2 separate regions of the Mus musculus genome follow, and region 1 is linked to region 2. A link is a contact called in public promoter capture Hi-C data. All regions are on one chromosome and are shown on one strand. The core of a region is the stretch at or near the end of the contact, and the rest is flanking DNA. Distances in the headings are between cores, read along the strand shown.

Region 1 (4,712 bases), core at 444-2,943, 260 kb after region 2:
AGAGGCCTCCTGTGGATTAACAGAGACCTCCCTCATATAACCCCAGCTCTTGGCTCACAGGGGACAAACCTCCCTTGTCCATTCCCAGCCCTCCAGAGACAGATATGCCCTTGCCTTGCTGTCTCTAGATGAAGTGGCAGAGTTGTTGTGGCCCCAGATCTCATAGCACTGATCTTAGATAGACATGAGCTCCGGGTGGTTCCTTACCAGGCGGATATCATCCTGCGGCCTCAGCAGCTCCACCATGAGGTGCAGGTGCCGCTTTTGCACTTGTTTCCAGGGACTCTGGAGTCCTTGCCCTTTGTCAGTCTGGTCCTCGGTGGGCTGTTCCTCACCTGAGGGTTCCTCCATTGGCTCAGAGTCAGCCTCAGATGCAACATTACTGTCCCCTCCATCCTGAAGTCCCAGGACAGCCCCTCGGAGCACCGCAAAACTCTGCCTGGCAGAGCGATGGGGACATGGTTCAGGTCATAGGTTTTCAAACTTTAGGGAGGCTGAGTCCCCTGGCTGGCGGAAGTGGGCTGCTGGCCCGCTCTCCAGAGTCAGATGGGCCGGAGTGAGGCACAGTTTGCACTTTTGTAACCAGGACCCTGATAGCGGTAGGCACCTAGAGCCAGCCTTGGGCTCTCAGGCTCCTCCTCACCTTGTTTTGCACCTTTGGAATGTGTTCCTTTTCGGGGTGGACTCAGATGCTATAAACTTGTTTAAGCACTTATACTCCTTCAGGTCCCATCCTGCCCTTGGTCCTGGGATTACTGGGCGAGCCAAGGTCCAGGTAATGTGTGAAAGCATCTACTGGCCAGGGCTAAGTTAACCATGCTGGTTCTTCCACAAGCCAGAGATGTGATGTTTGCCAGCTCCACCCACAGCATCTGCCTCCCACCTAAGCATGAGTTTATCTGACAATACTTAAGTGAGTCCTTGGTCCAAGCAAGACATCAGGAGTCCACAATGGCAGCAGCTAGGCCACAGGCTATAAGGAAGCATTTGTCAGACAGAACTCACCTGCGCTGGAGCCGGCCTCTGCGTCTTACCACTCGGTCCTGCTGAGAAAGCAGCCCGGGAATAGAGTAAGAGAGCAGCTTCCAGGACAGGAAGCACCCAAAAGCCTCTCCTCTTCCTACAAGGGAGCGCTAGGTGGAAAAGAAATCTCTTTCCTCTGAAGCCGCTCCCCTCCAACAGGCCCCAGAGAAACCCGGCCTAAGTCCAGGTACAGCAGTGCTGCAAGGATAGGGGGTTGCAGAGTGTGGGAGGTATTTGGGCAGATCTGGGCTTCAACAGACCCGGGCGGTTCTCAGGATTCCGCATCTACCTACGTCGAGCTCCTGGGAGCCTCAGGGCCTCCCAAGTGCCTTAAAACGTGAGACTCAAGGTCCCCCTCCGCCTACTCCCAGCCGTCTGCTAGGGGCAGGACTTGCTCCCTAAGGCCTACCTTGGCAGCCAACTGTAAGAGCGTAAAACCAAGCTAAACTCACCGTGGGTCCCACAGGCGTGGAGTGGCCACTTGCCGGCGGCGAGCGACTCACTGTGACCAGCGCCATAAGGTAGGCAGGCCCGGAACACCTGGGCGAACACCCGGCACGACCCCTCCCTCAGCCTTACGGTCAGTCCCTGCCTTCGCACAACCAGGAAGAAGAGATTGGAGCCACCAGGGCCTGGCACCTCCTCGGGAGCGGCCCTTAAAGGGCCCGACTCATGACCAGTCTGGTCGCGTAGAGCTGGTACCGAGCGACAGCGGCCCCGCCCCTGCGGTCTCGGTTCAGCTTGCCCCGCCCCGACCGCGCTAGAGGCGTGGTCAAGGGCGTGGCGCAGGTGAGCCCAGACCTCACTTTCCCTGCTTTGGTCGCTTTGCCCACAGAAGGCTTTCAACCCTTCTTGCTGCACCCAGTAAGACTTGGACCCCCACTGTTTGGTTTATGCTATGGTTTCTTGGAAAGGAAGGAGCAAGGGCAACAGTTTTGTTTTTGAGACAGGGTCTCACTATGTAGCTGACAGACCTGAAACTCATTATATAGAGCAAGTCGCCTAAAACCCAGAGATCCACCTGCCTCTGCCTCCCAAGCACTAGAATTAGAGGCATGCGCCACCATACCTGGGAGGCAATGGGTCTTAAATCTACCACCCCATTCCAAACTTGCTCTCTTTTCTGCTTGGCTGTCATTCCTCTACTCTTGAGAAGATCTGGGAGAACAGAAGGCCTTTTTGGAATTTTTGCAATAGTCCCCAATACCTGTACGCATTTCAGGTCCACCCTAGGGGTGACTAGGACAGGGCTGAGCCCCTTCCCCAGAGAGTGACTTGCTTAAAGGTTCATTCTGGTAGAAAATACTTGAAACAGGGGGAACCTGTGCCTGAGTTTTGGGGATGAGGTGGGAGCTTCCCCCAGTAGGTAGAATAGGAAGACCCAGCCCAGCGGGAGTATGGACCATCAGGCTGGGTGGCAGGCAGAACCTGGGGTTGGGGTAGCATCCAGGGAAATTTCAGAATCTCCAGGAACTCCTGCCCCGTGAGAAGTGGTCTTATTTTCTAGCTGTAGAAATGGAGGCTCCAAAGCTGCTCAGTGCCAGCTCCAGCGAGGACTACCCATCAGTAACCCCATCCAGTGTCCCCTTGGTTCCAGACCACGCAGGACAGCAAGCCTACTGCTGATGGTCTCTTTATTTCCACCTCAGTCTCACTGCTAGCCTATCTTCAGTGCCCAGGTCCCAAGCTCAGCAGCAGACAGTTTATAAATAAATAAATTACAAAACCAGGCAGAAGGCATGGCCCTGGGGAGCCGTCCCAAGGCCAGGCAACTCAGTGCTCTGTGAGTGACAGCTGCAGGATCCGCTGTAAGTCGTCTTCTTCCTGCTGACCCCGTCGCTCCAACTCCTCCTGTTCCCTTGAAGACAACTCCAGGGCCAGGCGAAGCTGCTCCTCAAAGCTTGGGGGTGCAGGGGATGGAGGTGTCTTCTGAGGAGATTCTGGACCCCTGGACTCTGTGGACAGCTGTAGGCTTTCCTGCAGGGCCCTTCAGGGTAAGGGTTGAGGGGAGAGCAGACCAGTGAGAAGGCTTGGGGAGGAGCCAAGCCCATGCAATTTTGAGAACAAGGTGTCAGGGACAGAGACAAGCAGGCCCTCTTTTGGCTCTTCATGCTCCCCACGGTAAGCAGCATTTTGCCATGTGAAGGCATGGAGCCCTTGGATCAGAACTCCCTGGCTTCCCACCCATCACCAGCAGCCAGGGACCCACACACAGTTCCTGAGGGACTCACTGCTCCAACTGAAGCTGCTCTTCAAACACTGTGACTCGGGGAGGAGGGTGAATGCCAGGCCGTGTGTTGGTCAGGGCTTCCCACACCGTCACCTGCAGCAGCCAGAGCCCAGAACTGTCACCTTGGGCCTGTGGCTGTAGAGGCCATGACCCACCTTCCACTTGCATCCCACCTGCTCTGCCTCTGTGCCTGCCTCAAGCAGGCTCTGCTGGATGGCAAACTGCAGCAGGTCGTCATCCTCATCCCGAAGGGGCTCGCTGCGCTCAGCACCCAGCACACTGTATCCCTCGGGCACCTCGAATACAGTGGGGTCCACCTCACATGGAAAAGGGCTTCCTGGGCAGGGCAGCGGAAGGGTCATGTTCAGCCCTAAGGCTGATCAGAGAGCTACCAGCTGTGAATGTCTCCTGTAGCTATAGTCATACCTGAAGCAGAAATGGCAGAACTGGAGTTGGGGACGCACACCGAGCTCACAGGCTCATCACAGCCGCAAAGGTTACTGAAGGTGATGCGGGCATTGAGCACATGGAAGAGGGGAATCTCTGAGGGGAGAGAGCCAGGCTTGAGCTGCCTGCACCCCTCAGTAACCCCAAACCTGAGGAGGGCATCATGCCCAAGTCCTGGTTACCCCCTTGCCTGCCCTCTCACCAATCTTGACAGGGAAGCCTGGTGGGAGACGCAGAGTGATGAAATCCCGTAGCTTGGCAAAATGAGCGTTGCTGATGGCCATCAGGTCAATGATGGGTGTCACCTGGTCACCCAAGGACAGTGGGTGCTCCTCACTTAGCCACAGTGTTGCCTTGAACCTATCCAGCCGACCATAGCAAGTGGGTCAGGGACACACACACACACACACACACACACACACACACACACACCCACACACACCCCGGTGCTTCACCCTTTCTAGTCGCCTGCCTGTGATACCCTTCTCCCTGGTCTGCTCCTATTAACTGTTACCCTCAGGGACTCACTGGCTGGAAAGCCTGGGCAGCCCCTGTCCTGTCCTGGTGCTGATGATGGCTTCATGCCACTCTTTTGAGCTGCACAAGGAAGGCCACAGCCAGCCTGTGGGCTTCTCTTGGGGCCTTGCCTCTGTCCAAAACTAGTTCAGCACTGTGCTGGACACACACACATACAAAAATGTGCTGTTCTTGAGTGTGGAGCATAGCCCAGGGGTTGGGAGCTCTGGGGTGTGAGTAGAGGCACAGGCGCTGCACCGGTATGTTAGACCTGCTGCAAAGCACTGCCACCGTGATTGCATCCACTGTGTCCATGCACATCAGGATGCACATCTGTTTTCCTGGAGAAGAAACCAGACTCCCAGCTGGGAGGGTTATTCCTTGTGATATAAGCCAGTGGACAGCAGAGCTATGGCCCCTTCCTACGCTGCTGTGTTCTGGTCCCTGGTGCATGCTCATAGAACAGAAGAACAAGTCAGGAATCCTGCAGGCCCAC
Region 2 (4,524 bases), core at 1,203-3,702:
GAGGCTAACAGGAGGTAGAGTGGTTGACTTTTTAAAAAATGAGCAGGTAGTGGTGGTACACACCTTTCACCCCAGCACCCAGGAGGCAGAGATGGGTGGATCTCTGAGTTCAAGGCCATCCTGGTCTACAGAGTGAGTTCCAGGACAGCCAGAGCTACACAGAGAAGTCCTATCTTGAAAACAATATTTCTGTTTATTACATTTATTTACTGGTGGTGGCAGCATGTGCCATAACACATGTGAAGTTCAGGGATCAACTTGTGGGAGTCAGCTCTCTCTCTCTCTCTTTCATGTGGGTTCTAGAAGTGACCTCTGGTCACCAGGCTTGAAGCCAGGCTCCCTTACCTGCTGAGCCATTATGCCAACCGAGTGGTTAACTTTATAATTTGCATTCTAGGTGTCTAGGTGTCTACTGAAGTTGCAGGTCAAAAACTGAACCAACATTATCTTTTTAACTTCTGCATATCATACTCAGACACACACCCATACACATACAAAAGAAAAAAGAAAAAGAAGAAGAAGAAAAAAAGAGGAATTCAAAAGGACCAGATTCTCCAAAGCTTGCTAAGTATTAAAAGGCAAAGGTGGAATTTGAATAATAAGGTCTGCCTAAATGAAAATCTTGTATGGATTGTAACATCTTAAGTCTCTGCTGAGGAAAGAGATAGCTCTTAAGTTAAGGATAGATATATCCTCTCTTACAGCCTGCTAAGTTTCCCAGCATCAGCCCCAAAACCCAGTGATCCAGCAGCCCCTCCTGTATCCTGCAACCAGAGCTTAGGATATTTCCCCAACAAACCTGCCATCTGAGGGCTTATTCATGAAGCTCCACTTGAGGCCAGTGGGGAAGCCAGCACCACCACGGCCCCGTAAACCTGATGTCTTCATCTCACCCAAGATCCAGTCAGGCCCCTTCAGCAGGATCTCCTTTGTCTTGTACCAGTCACCCCGTCTCAGGGCACCTTTCAGCCTGGACAGAGTAGGAAATGATGTGAAGGAGAAGTCCTGCTCTGGGACCCAGCAGGCCATGGGCACTGTCTCACCTCCAGTCATGGCGCCCATACAGGTTGGTAAAGATCCGGTCTTCATCCTTCAGTGAGCCAAATGAGGTTTTCTTGGGTGCTGTCTGGGGAGATAGAAGGTCAGGAGGTCCAGAGCTCAGGGACCATGAGGGATTGGGGCAGAATTTTCAGCTTCTTGGGCCTTCCTACATATGAGGAGCTGGGCCACAGCAGGGGTAGAGGCTTCAAAGTCTTTGAAACATTGTAGCTCCCGACCACCATTTATATCAGTCCTTCCTGTTTAGAAGTTACAGAGCTAAACACTCTCAACGTTTCATCCCAATTCATCCTTGTAACATTCCTGGGATAGGATATTTCCTCCATTTTCCAAAGGAGGGGGGGGGGGCTCTAAACAAAAGGAACTTAGGGAAGGCCACAAAGCTAAAAGCAGATGGTCCCCACGGAGCCATGTCACACTTCAGCGACAGCACCAGCATTGCTTCCCCAAGACCAGCATAGATTTGTCTGACTCTTCCACTAGAGCAAAACCTGGCTAGGAGGGGCTTGATCTCCCTAACTCTGCTGAAGAGGTAGTACGTGGTCACTGATGGAAGAGAAGTGCCTCATTGGGGCTGGGGAACAAAATGGATTTGGGGTCTGAGATAAAGGAGAGGTGTGGACTGGAATGGTTCACGACTTGGTAGAAAGTGACCTGACATCCACTCCTACCTCCTTAAAAGTACTTCTCCTCAGGTGTAGTGGTGGATGCCTGTGGTCTCAGGAGCACCCAGAGAGGCTGAGACAAGAGGACCAACACTAATTTGAATACAGCCTAGAACTATATAATGAGCCCCTATCTCATAAAAAAAAAAAAATTCACAAAAGCGTTTTCCGGTCACTACTGGAAGCAAAATACTGTCGGGGGGTTGAGGAGATACACATCTTTTTCAAAACTGTTTTCTGAACTTTGAAATGGGGCGAAGACCCTGATACCCGGTAGGGCTGCGAGGAAGAAATAACAGATTATCTAAGACGCCTCAACACCTGCAAACCCTCACCCCAAGACGGGGTTGTTAAAACAAGAGTAGCTGGACTGGACATCGTCAGCCTGGAGTTGGGACCGTTAGTTTTTATCCAGACCGGGTGGTAGCTCGGAGAGGAGAGGACTCTGCAGAGGGGACCACAATCCCGCTCGCCGCTCGCCACTCCTCCGCCATAGGCGTGGGCCTGAATCAGGGCGGGCTCACCGTGCCGCTGCTGAAACGCACAGATACCCGCACGGGAACCAACCCGCCGAGAAAATGCCGTGCCGCTAGCATCGCGGGAGCCAGACGGGTCACCTCCGGCTGTCACCTTCACAACTCCGAACCGCGGGACCGGCGCGACAGAAACACACGGGGTGGGGAGCGCACAGGAAGTGCGTCACACATCCGCAGCCAGTGGCGTGTCCAGGGACCTCCGTTCCTTTGAGCTCTGTCCTCGGCCTCGCCCACTAAAGGTGCGCGGGCACAGAGACCGGAAATTTACTCTCGTGCTAGGCCTTCTGGGAGATGTAGTCCAGCTTGCCCAGACTCTCCTTTCTCGGAGACTCTTCCTTTTCCTAGTAAACCAGGCTCACGTGTCGCCCTCTGCTGGATCCCAAGTATTCCACTTCCTACAGACTTTGCGTCTAGTTGACACCAGCTATATATGCACGAATGGAAGCTGGTGAGAAAATTAGTTGGACTACAGCGGAATCGTCCTGATCTGGTGTAATTACGCTGAACTAGCCGAGCCCTGCTGAACTAAGCGCTCCCCCTGAGCATCCGTGTGCCTTGGAGAAGTACTCATTAACAAAAGAACCGGTGAGGTCCCTCACCTCCCACAAAGCTGCCCCAGAACCTTTGCATAGGACTTCTCAGGGCTGTGTGTCTGTAAACCTTTTAGAGCAATGCAGAGACCAGGGATGGTCAGTGAGTGTCACAGGCTCCCGCCGATGCTAAAAGGCTACTCCCTCCCCTTATCAGGGACCCCTTGGGGCTCTAGTTACACACTGCAGCCGGACTCCTGTCTTCAGAACCCAGCTCTAGAACAAAAACGTTTTGCTTGTTTTTCTTTTAAGATAAGTTTCATTTAGCTCTGGCAGGCCTGGAAATCACTATATGGCGTAGGCTGGCTTTCAACTTGCTGTGAGCCTTTGACTTCCTAATGCTAGATTCAAAAACCAGCCCCAGATATAAGAGTTTAAGAGTTTTCTTCCTTCCTTCCTTCCTTCCTTCCTTCCTTCCTTCCTTCCTTCCTTCTTTCTTTCCTTCCTTCCTTCTGCTTTGTCAGACAGAGTCTTACTATTCCCCTAATATGCTTTAAATTGAGCCTACAAGCTCACTTGGATGTCTATCTTGGTAATGGGAGACCTCAGCATGCTGGACTTCTGCAGAATAAAGCATTCTTTGTGTTTACATAGTATTTGAGTCCAGGGTATCAGGGGTCAGAAGGAGGGCAGCAGCATCATTAGACTACTTCATGCTTATTATGGGCGTCAGTTCCTTGGGGCAAGCCTGATCTTTACTGTCAGGATATCTAATTATTTCCTTTTCTTCTTTCTTCTCCTCTTCTTCTTCTTGTTTCTTCTTTGTGCACAACTACTTAATAACCTCTTGGTGTCCTAGCATTTATATACCCTCTAAAAACTCCACAGAATTCCAAATGTCACATCATCACAGAAACTATCTACAGCTGGAAAAATCATGTCCTTGCTAGAACACAAGGCAAATCATAGTCAGCTGCTGTGGACAGTCTGAAGCAGCTCTATATCCTCACACTTAGGATCAAAACAAAAACACATTCTGATAATATTTCTGTGGTTTTTTTTTCAAAGAAACCAAAACTCCAAAATTGTCACTACAATGTCTGACTTAGAAGTGTAGTATGTAAGAGACAGATGAATACCTGTTTGCTCAATACTGCCCACAGTGTGTGCTGGTCAGAAGGGTTTTTTGTTGGTTTGTTTTTTAACTTGCCATAAATTAGTCATTTGAAAAGGGGGACCTTTGACTAAGGGATTATTTTCATTAAGTTGCTGGTAGGCAAGTCTGTGGGAGCATTTTTTTTTTTGATTAAGGATTGATGTGGGAAGGCCAAGCCCACTGTGGGTTAAGTCATTCCTGAGCAGATGGTCCTGTATTGTATTAAAAAAAAAAAAAAAAACCTGAACAAGCCATGGGCAAGCAAACCAGTAAGTAGTGTTCCTCCATGGCCTTGGGTTCATTTCTGCCCACAGGAACCTTGAGTTCTTGCCGTTACTTCCCTCAATGAGGGACTGTGACATGGAAATGTATGCCTTTCCTCCCCAAGGTGTTTGCTTGTTTTGGTCATGGTATTTATCACTGAAATAGACAGCAAACTGGGACAGTAGCCCTAGATGGCCTTAACTCCGTGGGGGTGAAAATGAGCGTCTGTAGGATTTCCTCCCTGACTGGGAGAACTGTACCCAAAACCATAGTTTCCTTCCCATAGTGCTTGGCACTCAGCAGGACCCACAGCA

What was found. Capture Hi-C pulls out chosen DNA fragments and counts their contacts.
Region 1: a promoter capture Hi-C map of liver shows a contact between it and region 2. The contact joins the promoter of Ssh3 here to the promoter of Ndufv1 in region 2. A contact is called at or near these places in 3 of 39 promoter capture datasets (the 3T3-L1 cell line and hippocampal neurons), 4 of 15 datasets of contacts at CTCF or cohesin (embryonic stem cells, large pre-B cells and stem cell-derived epiblast-like cells), 15 of 484 Hi-C or Micro-C datasets (the G1E-ER4 cell line, the NIH/3T3 cell line, embryonic fibroblasts and 7 more), 21 of 115 datasets of contacts at active chromatin or transcription factors (the SCID.adh cell line, bone marrow-derived dendritic cells, bone marrow-derived macrophages and 10 more) and 4 of 9 other capture datasets (adipose tissue, embryonic stem cells, liver and 1 more).

The regions. Positions count from the first base shown.
Region 1 is chr19:4,267,540-4,272,251 of GRCm38.p6, forward strand. It overlaps Ssh3 (slingshot protein phosphatase 3), which reads right to left and starts at 1,694. Exons shown (of 14, transcript NM_198113.3): 1 at 1,476-1,694; 2 at 1,006-1,046; 3 at 208-439. The coding sequence starts at 1,541. Ankrd13d (ankyrin repeat domain 13 family, member D) reads right to left here. Exons shown (of 15, transcript NM_026720.2): 11 at 3,903-4,060; 12 at 3,680-3,796; 13 at 3,427-3,590; 14 at 3,255-3,346; 15 at 2,641-3,010. The coding sequence ends at 2,797.
Region 2 is chr19:4,010,303-4,014,826 of GRCm38.p6, forward strand. It overlaps Ndufv1 (NADH:ubiquinone oxidoreductase core subunit V1), which reads right to left and starts at 2,453. Exons shown (of 10, transcript NM_133666.3): 1 at 2,249-2,453; 2 at 1,044-1,126; 3 at 800-970. The coding sequence starts at 2,320.